Regions from separate parts of the Macaca mulatta genome. Here all the other regions are linked to region 2. The links are chromatin contacts, called in public Hi-C maps. All regions are on one chromosome and are shown on one strand. The core of a region is the stretch at or near the end of the contact, and the rest is flanking DNA. Distances in the headings are between cores, read along the strand shown.

Region 1 (3,069 bases), core at 62-2,561, 210 kb before region 2:
GGAAAATAGTGGAAGGCACATTATCTATTCAAAGTATTACTACACTTGTGGTATAAGTAAAACTCTTATTTCAGTGTTGTATGGCACTTGAATAGCGTCCAGTGAAAAGCAAACTTGCCGGACTCCAGCAGAGGGAGAGTTGTTTGCACAAAGCCTATTATATTCAAGTACTGATCAAAAATACCTACTCTGCTCTTCATGTCCCTGATGTAAATGACTTTCTTTTTAAGAAATCTTCAAAACTGGTTCCTGAGATCCAAAAATAAAAAGCTCTATCGGAAGCTGCAATGCACCGCCTCCCTCTCTCCATTCCGCACCTTTTGGGTTAAAACACGAACAGCCGTTCTCTGGGGCAACGGATGAGGTAGTTCGACTTAAATCCTGACTGACAGTACATCGTCTTGGTCCCCACAGAAGTCTCCCCCCACCCACCAAAATCCTTAATTCTTGCTAAAGAAAAAAGATCTACTATCAATATTGTCAAATCCCTCCGTTTTGGCTCCAAAAAGGAAATGTACCTGTAGAGTAACCGCTGCACAGCAAACAAGGCACTGCGTGTCCTCTACCCCCTTTTTGCACCCTTCCAGCCCTCCCTCCCTTTTTCCATGCAGAACTTGAGCAGAGCATTTGGCTCCCTTATCTGCCAACAACTGGCGCCAGGAGGACCGTGCTCCCAGGAGATGCGGGGCTTGAAGGCTGAGCGCTGCGTCGGGCGCGCTGCGGCCGCTCAGTTCAGCCCAGCCAAGTAGTCCCCGGCTCGCGCCTCTACCGCCTCGAGAGGCCCTCGCTGGTAGCCGAGTCTCTGCTCAGGGGATTCCCGAGAAGAGATGTCGCGTCGGACTTGCTACCTGCTCCCGCCCCTCACCCCCGAACGAACTGCACACCCGTCCCGCGACCCGTTCCGACAAATCCGGAAGCCTCAAGGCAATTTGGGGGTACTTCGCCGCATGGAACGCAGCTCCCTACAAACTTGCCTGCCAAGTCTCTCCTTTACCGCCCGCAACCCCAGGACCATTCCCCGCCCGGGCCTGCCTGGGTCTAGTACCATTCTCCTCACGGGGCGGACTCCGGAAGGGCAGCAACTCCACCTCCTCCTCCTCCGCGGCCTGTAGCCATCTATCGGGAAGCGTCTCCGGAGGCGGCAGCAGAGGCCGCCGGACAAGGAACGCCCAGGGAAACCTTCTCAGAACTAACTCAGCTCCGACGCTAGCAGCAGAAGCCGAGTCTTTCATAATTGTGCGACCAACTCCTCCGGGTGACTGGCCACAGGGACGCGCCCGCGCCCGCCTCCGCCGGCGACGGGGCTGGGGACGGACCACGTGAGCGGCGCGGCGCGTGCGTCGCCGCCAGCGGGTCGGGTCACGTGAAGGGCGCGCGCTCCCTCGCTTCTAGGCCACCTCCCTGCCCGCCGCGCGTACGCGCCGGGCAGGAGCGCGCCCCCACGCCGACCGCCTCCGGGTTCCCCTAAAGTGGTGTGGTGTTCACGCCGTATATCCGTTGGATACCTAGGCAGGACTTGGGCAAACATCTGCCTCAACTACGACAGTGGAACTTGGGGAATCGGAGGTTGAGGGTTAAGGTTGCAGGCTTCCGGATGCAGCTTGGAGTTGCTGTGTGGGCTCATTCCGCTCACCGGGCCTGGCCAGTGCCGACCCGCTCCAGCAGACTCCAGTGTCGCAGCACACTCTCTGTGCTTCAGAGCGGGTAGAGGCTTTAAATGTTACTCTCTCCTGTCCAAAATGCCAAATCATCTTCTTATCCCGATCATGTTCTTCCTCTAGCCTCTCCTGTTGCTGCCGGTAAATATTCTTCTTGGTTTAACTATGAGACTGTCTTTTTCCCTCCGGAGATAATCACCCACATAACACGCATACACCACACCTTCTGGACCAGAGACTGGGTTATTCCCTGGATGTAATATGTACCTATCCACCTTTCCATTTATTTTGCTATCACACAAGCCCAGGTTTGGCTATTAGCAATGGTTTACTAAATGGTATTCTTTATCTACTGGGAAAACCACAATCAGTTTGATTTTCTTAAAACTGCTTTAACATCTTTCTGCTCCAGAAGACTTCGAGAGTTCTTCTATCTGACCCTCAGCGATTTGACTCTATCTTATCTCTTTTTTTAAAACTTTATTTTAAAATAATTGACATGAGAAACTGCACGCAATTATATGTCCAATCTGATGCTTTGACATACCTTTGCACCCATGAAATCATACTCAAATGAACATATTCACCTCTAAGTTTCCTCCCCACCTTCCTAATCCCTGTGTCCACTCCCTCTCCATCACATCCCTTATCAACTACGTATCTACTTTCAGTACAGGTAAGTTTGCACATGCTAAAGTTTTATATACGGGAATCGTGCAACACGCACCTTTTTTTTCGGTCTAGCTTCTTTCACTCAACATAAGTATTACCTCTCAAACATTATGACGCACAATTCACTGAAGTAGGATCTTCTCTCAGAAAAAAACTAATCCACCCACTGGTTCCCCCAGCTTGTGAACAATCTTCAGGTATTGTGTATTTCTTCCCCATCTGGCAGATGCAGCAGAACCAAGGCTTAAAAATGTTTTAATATATGTGTCACACTAAATTGTCAGCCTTGGGGAAGGCATCTTGACTAATTTATGCATGCATTCAATAAATGTTTATCTTCTGGATTTCAGTTGGGCCTACACATTTCCTGCCTGTAGGGACGTTATAATCTAGAAGGTGGAGACAGACAAACTGGAAAATCAAAATTAAATGAGATTAGAGTGCTTTGTTTTGTTAGAACTTTGTAACTCTGGTCTTTTTGTACTCACGAATGCTTCACTCCTTAGTTGGATAGTGTAGAAATGAAACAAGATGAGCTCCTTCACACTTGCCAGAACTCTTTGGTAAATTGGAAAATTTAGAGTTAGAAATGGGGAACAGGATTGGCCGGGCGCGGTGGCTCACGCCTGTAATCTCAGCACTTCGGAAGGCCAAGGCGGGTGGATCACCTGAGGTCAGGAGTTCTAGACCAGCCTGGCCAACATGGTGAAATCCCTGTCTGTACTAAAAATACAAAAAT
Region 2 (3,410 bases), core at 41-2,540:
TTTGGGGATTTTCCCTTTTGCTCTTCTACCTCTTTGCTGCAAAATTTTCTAACCAGGAGCCTGGGATGTGGTTTGTACACTATGGGCTGGTTTGTTCTATTTATTTAGCAAGTTTGTTCCCCTTGAAGGGAGGCTATGACCACCTATCTAACCTACCTCCTAGAAACACACTAAGAGTATTGAGGGCAAACTGCATTAATCTCTGAAAACGCACATATTTATGCCCTAAACCTACTACCTTAGAAAATTCTAGAAAACACAAGGATACTCCAGCATACATTTTACCAGCTAGTCAATCATCATCTAGCCTCTTGAAAACTCTGTACACTTCCAACAGAATGAGGGTGAAAACGGCAAATAACATGTAAGAAACGTTATCAATATTGACTTTGTGAATTCCCTAGAAGAGTATCAGGGACCCTGAGGTCAGCAGACCACATTTCGAGAGCCACTGTACCAGATTCTGTTCTAGGTAAAAGCTGGAGCAATCGGCATGAATAAAATACTCTCTCTATGGGGAGCTGTTTACGTAGTGGCAACCGCGACCTGTTCTAAAGTGGAACAGAACCGAGCGCTGTGAGAGGGTGGGACGTGGAGACCTGTCCTTGCTCGCCGGGACAGGGGAGTGGGCTCCAGGAAGGTAACCTTTCAACTGCGACCTGCTGAGGAGGAGTCGGCAAGGGTGGCCGCCAACTACTTCTTTTTCCCGTCCACCCCCCAAATACCAGGAGAAGAGGGGCGGACGGGAAGCGACAGTGGCCGCCAGTCTCTGGCACGCGACGGGCTCTCAACCTGGCACGCCGAATCCTCAGGACAGCTCCGCTATCACGCAACTCCTCGGGTATGAGTCGCCAGGGCCGGAGCCGCGCGCGGCGCCGGGGACCCGCGTGAAACCGCCTGTGGGAAGTGGGCGGGTGGTGCGCGGTCCGGGGACAGTGAAAGGCGGTGGACCGGGCGGGGACGTCCCGAAAAAGGCGCGCTCAGGAAGACGCAACTCCTGACGCGGTCTCGGGCTACGCGCAGGCGGCTAGTGGGAAAGGGAGACCCTGGGAGACAATGCCTAACAGGGCGAGGCCCCTGGCGGCTTCCTCAGGAGAACTCACAGTTCTGGGGGGATCCCGGAGCCGCTACCCCGTTGCGAGAAAGGAGGTCCACTTCCGCGCGCAATCTCTGGCGAGTGGCCTTTTCCACCCCCGCGGTCTCTTGCGCACTCTGGTGGCCTCTGGCGAGAACGACACTGAACTGGTTCACGCGGGACGCCAATAAAGATTTCTTATTCAAAAAACAGGAAGTGCCTACGGAGGCCGGGCAGGCAGCGGCGGCTGGGCATGAAGTCGGGCGGCTACCGGATCGCGGGCGGCGGCGATGAGCGACATAGTGGAGAAGACGTTGACGGCGCTGCCGGGACTCTTTCTGCAGAACCAGCCAGGTGGTGGGCCCGCGGCCGCCAAGGCGTCCTTCTCCTCGAGGCTAGGCAGCCTCGTCCGCGGCATCACCGCCCTCACCTCCAAGCACGTAGGTGCCCGCTGGCCCGGGAGCTCAGGGACATCGGAGTGAGGCCCCCGCGCCAGGAGGCCCTGGCCGGGCGGCGAGACTCCAAGGCCTCCGGGGTTAGCCCTCCGGCGGGGCTCAGGGGCTGCTGTGTCGGTTCGTCCTTTCGTCTGCCTGGAAGCTTCACTTTCCTGCTGGGACTGACAGCAAGGGAGGCCGAGTTTCCACAGTTGGTTCTGACACTGACTCTTTGGTCTGGGGCATATCTCTGTAACCTCTGACCCTCCATGTGTTTTCTCAACGTTGGCGTGGAAAAGTACTGATACATAATTCATAGTGTTTTTGAGGATTGGGTGAGATGTCAAGCGTGTGAAAATACCCAGTGCGATGGAGGTGTCAGATATTGTTTACCTTCCACAAAGTTTTTTTCCCTATTCAGTTTCCTTCTCTCCCCCCGTCCCTTCAACTGAACAGCAGTTCAGATGTCGCATACCTGAACAGATCCTGTGAGCCTCATGTTGAATATCTTTGAGGAGCTTGAGGTTCTTGGGTTAGAACAACGTGTTGGGCAAAGAAAAAGCATAGTTCTCTTAAAATGTAAAATTTGCTAAGTTTCTGCCTCAAATGGGCTTTGAAAATGAGCAGTTATAAAAATTCTTAAGCTTTTAAAAAATTTTAATTTTTAATGACGGAGTCTCGCTTTGTCGCCCAGGCTGGAGTGCAATGGTGCGATCTCGGCTTGCTGGAGCCTTAAGATTTTACAATTTTTTAATTTTTTTTTTTTTTTTTGAGATGAGGTCTTGCTCTGTTGCCCAGGCTGGAGTGCAGTGGCACCATCTTGGCTCACTGCAAGCTCCGCCTTCGGGTTCATGCCATTCTCCTGCCTCAGCCTCCCGAGTAGCTGGGACTACAGACGTCCGCCACCACGCCCGGCTAATTTTTTTTGGTATTTTTTAAGTAGAGATGGGATTTCACCGTGTTAGCCAGGATGGTCTCGTGATCCGCCCACCTCGGCGTCCCGAAGGGCTGGGATTACATGTGTGAGCCACCGCGCCTGGCCTTAAAATTTTTTTTTTGAGACGGAGTCTTGCTCTGTCTCCCAGGCTGGAGTGCAATGGTACGATCTCGGCTCACTGGAGTCTCTGCCTCCCGGGTTCAAGCGATTCTCCTGCCTCAGCCTCCCAAGTAGCTGGGATTATAGGCGTACGCCACCACACCCGGCTAATTTTTGTAGTTTTAGTAGAGACAGGGTTGGGCTGTCTGGTCTGGAACCATGTTTGACCATGTTGGGCTGGCTGGTCTGGAACTCCTGACCTCAAGTGATTCGTCCCTTTTGGCCTTCCAAAGTGCTGGGATTACAGGCATGAGCCACCGTGCTAGGCCCCCACAGGTGCTTGATGGTTGCACGGATTGTGTAGTATATCAATTCACAGCTACAAGGAGTTTATATCTTAAAAAGAGCACATATTAATGTCATTATTTGTTCAACAAATGTTTATGGGAACAAGGTTATGTGTTAGACACAGGAAAATAGAATTAAAGACATTCCCTTTTCCCAAGGAATCGGTCATTCGTTTTGGGCTTAAGACAAGTGTAAGCATGACTATAATGCAATATAAATGCTAAAAGAGAAGGAAAGACAGAAAAGAAGGTTTAAAAAATTATTTTTTGGCAGCTCAAATAAGTTGATGCTATACGGAGAGAAACTGCTTCACATTCCAGAATCATTATTTGTGGGCTTTGTTTAGTTTTGTTTTTGAGATGGAGTCTTGCTCTATCGCCCAGGCTGGAATGCAGTGCTGCAATCTTGGGTCACTGCAACCTCTGCCTCCTGGGTTCAAGTGATTCTCCTGCCTCAGCCTCCCTAGTCGCTGGGATTACAGGCACGCATCACCACACCTGGCTAATTTTTATATTTT
Region 3 (3,398 bases), core at 728-3,227, 130 kb before region 2:
GATGTATCACTAAGCTATTAATTTATGTTGAGAAAGGATTAATACGAATGTGATATATATTCATTCTTAAAATCAACTCAAGAGATTCAAATGAAAATAAGGGCCGGGGGGGGGGGTGGCTCAAGCCTGTAATCCCAGCACTTTGGGAGGCCGAGACGGGTGGATCACGAGGTCAGGAGATCGAGACCATCCTGGCTAACACGGTGAAACACCGTCTCTACTAAAAATACAAAAAACTAGCCGGCCGAGGTGGTGGGCGCCTGTAGTCCCAGCTACTCGGGAGGCTGAGGCAGGAGAATGGCGTGAACCCGGGAGGCAGAGCTTGCAGTGAGCTGAGATCCGGCCACTGCACTCCAGCCTGGGCGACAGAGCGAGACTCCGTCTCAAAAAAAAAAAAAAAGAAAGAAAGAAAATGAGTGCAAAAACACTTTGAAAAGTTTTATATCTAGGTTATAGTTTTGCATACATCTATATACTATCTGAATATCTTTTGGATATAAGTATTATCTGATTACACAGTAAACACCTTAAAGACTCCGACTAACACTGCTACTTTGTTGCTCTTTTTATATAGAGCTCCCCTCCCCCAGCAATTTTTAGATACATTCTCTCAGGTTCCTGATGTTGCCTGTCAAAGTTATGAATACACCAAAAGGTACTTACTTTTTGGCTTAGATTTTAGTTTTTCAATAACTATTAAAGACACTTTTGTATTCACTGTATTCACTAATACTAACCCCTTAAACTTGAGAGTCAGCAAAACAGTCTTTCAAAGAAATCGCACGTTCTAATAGAACGAAACAGGCTTACGCGACACCAATTCTGTAATAAACAACATGCATAAGTTTCCAACCTGAAACTCCCTAAGTAAAAGTTACTAGAAACAAAAACTGAAACACCGGGTTCCTGACACCCCACTCCCACACCGAAGCTCGAATTACTTGAGGCTGAATTTTAAAACACTATTACTTTCTCTGTAACTATGAAAACAAATCTATGAACACATATTTGTTATTTATATTTAACCGACGCTCCCCACCCATCCCTTTAAATTAGGCAGAAAACTGAAAACCACTAAAAGACACATTTTGGTGTCTTCTTTTAAAAGTTATTTTAAATTGCTGCTATTACAAAACAACCCCTCACCCCGCTCCAAAAAAACAAAAACAAAAACAAACAAAACCCTCATAACAGAATCAAATGAGTCCTAAGGCGAAGCAGGAACTACAGTGGGGGAAGGAAATTTTATAAAAACATCCGTGTTAGTGCAATTAAAGTGCTAATACCTGGAGCCTTGTATATATATTTTTTCTTCCCAAGGGTAAGAACCCTGGCGCCTTGTATATGTATTTTTTCTTCCCAAGGGCAAGAAGCGGTAAGAAAGGCTTAGACAATAAAACCTAGAGGTCAATTTTACACATGCTGGGACAGTAAGCAACTATTGAGAAGCACCAAAGTCAATGTAACCTAAGGGGCTCCTCTGATCTTTTTGGAGTAGCTATTTCGCCGGACTTACATGGGGGGGAACTGAGTCGGGGGCGGGAAAGTTGAGGGAAAGAGGGTGGAAGAGAGGAGGCTGGAAGGAAAAAGATGAGTAATGGGAAGGGGGGGGGAAGAGGAGCGGGAGAGCAGGCCGCGGAGGCGCGGGCAGAGGGAAGGCCGGGCGGGGAGCAGGGGAAAGGAGCCCCGACCCCGCCCAGCCCCTGGGAGGCCTGCGCGCCCTCCCGCCCCCTTACCAGCGGGAGCAGGAAGCCCCAGAGTAGGGCGGCTCCGGCAGGGGACAGCTGCCGCTGCGGCCCCATCGGACTGGTGGGCGCCGGATGAGGCGGCACGGCGCGGCGCAGCTCACTCGGCGGGGTAGCTCACTCGGGGTCCCGCCGCTGCGCTGCCTCCGTGGCCGGACCGGACCAGACAGGGCGGGCGGCCGGGCAACGATGGGACTGCCGCTGCTCCTGGGGCCGCCACGACAGCGCCGACTTCCTCTTCCGGCCCCGCCCGTAAGATGCGGAAACCCCCGCGCAGGGCTCGGAGAGTCCCCGCGCTCTCCTGGTGTCCAGGCGTCCTGGCGCTGCGAGGCCACCGGCTGCGGGTCTGAGCCTGTCGCTTTCCGGCTGCCCGACTTTAACTCACGCCGAAGCCTGGCGGGAGAACGGATTTCTCAAGGCCTCCTTCTCAAGGTTCGGAAGTGTCTGAGCGTCTGCTCGGTTTCCCAGTAACTACCCGAGTGTTGCATGCAGCCAGAAATCTAAGGGTCACCCTAATTCATCTGCCTGTCATTTGTTCCTGACCACTGTAACTCACCACATAACCCAGAGCCATCCACTTTCTCCAGAACTGCTGCCACCACCCTATCCAGGCCACCAACGTCTCTCTCCTCCAAACGGGTCTCAGTTTCCCCTCCGCACAGTCCAGTAGCCAGATAGCAGTTTCGGAGTCATCTTTCAAAGCACAAAAATCAGATCATCTCACTCTCTATCACACTTGGAATAAAGTAAAAACTTGGCCGGGTGTGATGGCTCACACCTGTAATCCCAGCACTTTGGATGGCAGAGGTGGGCGGATCACAAGGTCAAGAGATCTAGACCATCCTGGCCAACATGGTGAAACCAAGTCTCTACTAAAAATATAAAAAATTAGCGGGCATAGTGGCACGCACCTGTAGTCCCAGCTACTCGGAAGGCTGAGGCAGTAGAATCGCTTGAACCCGGTAGGCGGAGGTTGCAGTGAGCCGAGATTGTGCCACTGCACTCCAACCTGGGTGACAGAGCGAGACTCCCTCTCAAAAAATAAAAAATAAAATAAAAAATAAAAACTCTACTCTGGCCTACAAAGTTAAATCTGGCCCCTGCCTTCCTGTCTCCCCACCTTCACTACTTTCCCACACTTTAAGGCACACGGACCTTTGGCCCTCCCGGACTTTGCTCTGGTAGTCCTCCCTGCTGGAGTGCTTTTCTCTCCAAAGCTCAGAATACCTACCTTGTTGACATTCACTTACCAGCTTCAATGTCACTTCCCAAGACAGGACTTCCTGACATACCCAATCTAAAGTACCTGTCCAGTCATGTTATGTTATGTTATGTTGTGTTATGTTATGTTATGTTATGTTGTTATATTATTTGAGACAGAGTTTCACTCTTCTTGCCCAGGCTGGAGTGCAATGGCGCAATCTTGGCTCACTGCAACCTCTGCCTCCTGGGTTCAAGCGATTCTCCTACCTCAACCTCCCCAGTAACTGGGATGACAGGTGCGTGCTACCACACCCGGCTAATTTTGTATTTTTAGTAGAGACAGGGTTTCACCGTGTTAGTCAGGCTGGTCTCAAAGTCCTGACCTCAGATGATCCACCCACCTTGGCCTCCCAAAGTGCTGGGATTACAGGCGTGAGCCACTATACCCAG

What was found. Hi-C and Micro-C count contacts between places; a contact is called where the count stands out from the background.
Region 1: a contact with region 2 is called in a Hi-C map of fetal cortex germinal zone, with 6 times the contacts expected there. The contact joins the promoter of TRPM7 here to the promoter of AP4E1 in region 2. A contact is called at or near these places in 5 of 14 Hi-C or Micro-C datasets (CD4 T cells, blood, fetal cortex germinal zone and 2 more).
Region 3: a Hi-C map of liver shows a contact between it and region 2, with 3 times the contacts expected there. The contact joins the promoter of SPPL2A here to the promoter of AP4E1 in region 2. A contact is called at or near these places in 2 of 14 Hi-C or Micro-C datasets (blood and liver).

What each region holds. Positions count from the first base shown.
Region 1 is chr7:28,010,429-28,013,497 of T2T-MMU8v2.0, forward strand. It overlaps TRPM7 (transient receptor potential cation channel subfamily M member 7), which reads right to left and starts at 1,312. Exons shown (of 38, transcript XM_077939403.1): 1 at 1,046-1,312. The coding sequence starts at 1,048.
Region 2 is chr7:28,222,313-28,225,722 of T2T-MMU8v2.0, forward strand. It overlaps AP4E1 (adaptor related protein complex 4 subunit epsilon 1), which reads left to right and starts at 1,291. Exons shown (of 22, transcript XR_013395579.1): 1 at 1,291-1,515. It overlaps LOC106999181 (a long non-coding RNA gene), which reads right to left and starts at 1,187. Exons shown (of 3, transcript XR_003731239.2): 1 at 1,104-1,187.
Region 3 is chr7:28,089,299-28,092,696 of T2T-MMU8v2.0, forward strand. SPPL2A (signal peptide peptidase like 2A) reads right to left here and starts at 1,978. Exons shown (of 15, transcript XM_028850917.2): 1 at 1,737-1,978. The coding sequence starts at 1,802. LOC144329870 (a long non-coding RNA gene) reads left to right here and starts at 2,047. Exons shown (of 3, transcript XR_013395578.1): 1 at 2,047-2,177; 2 at 3,147-3,244.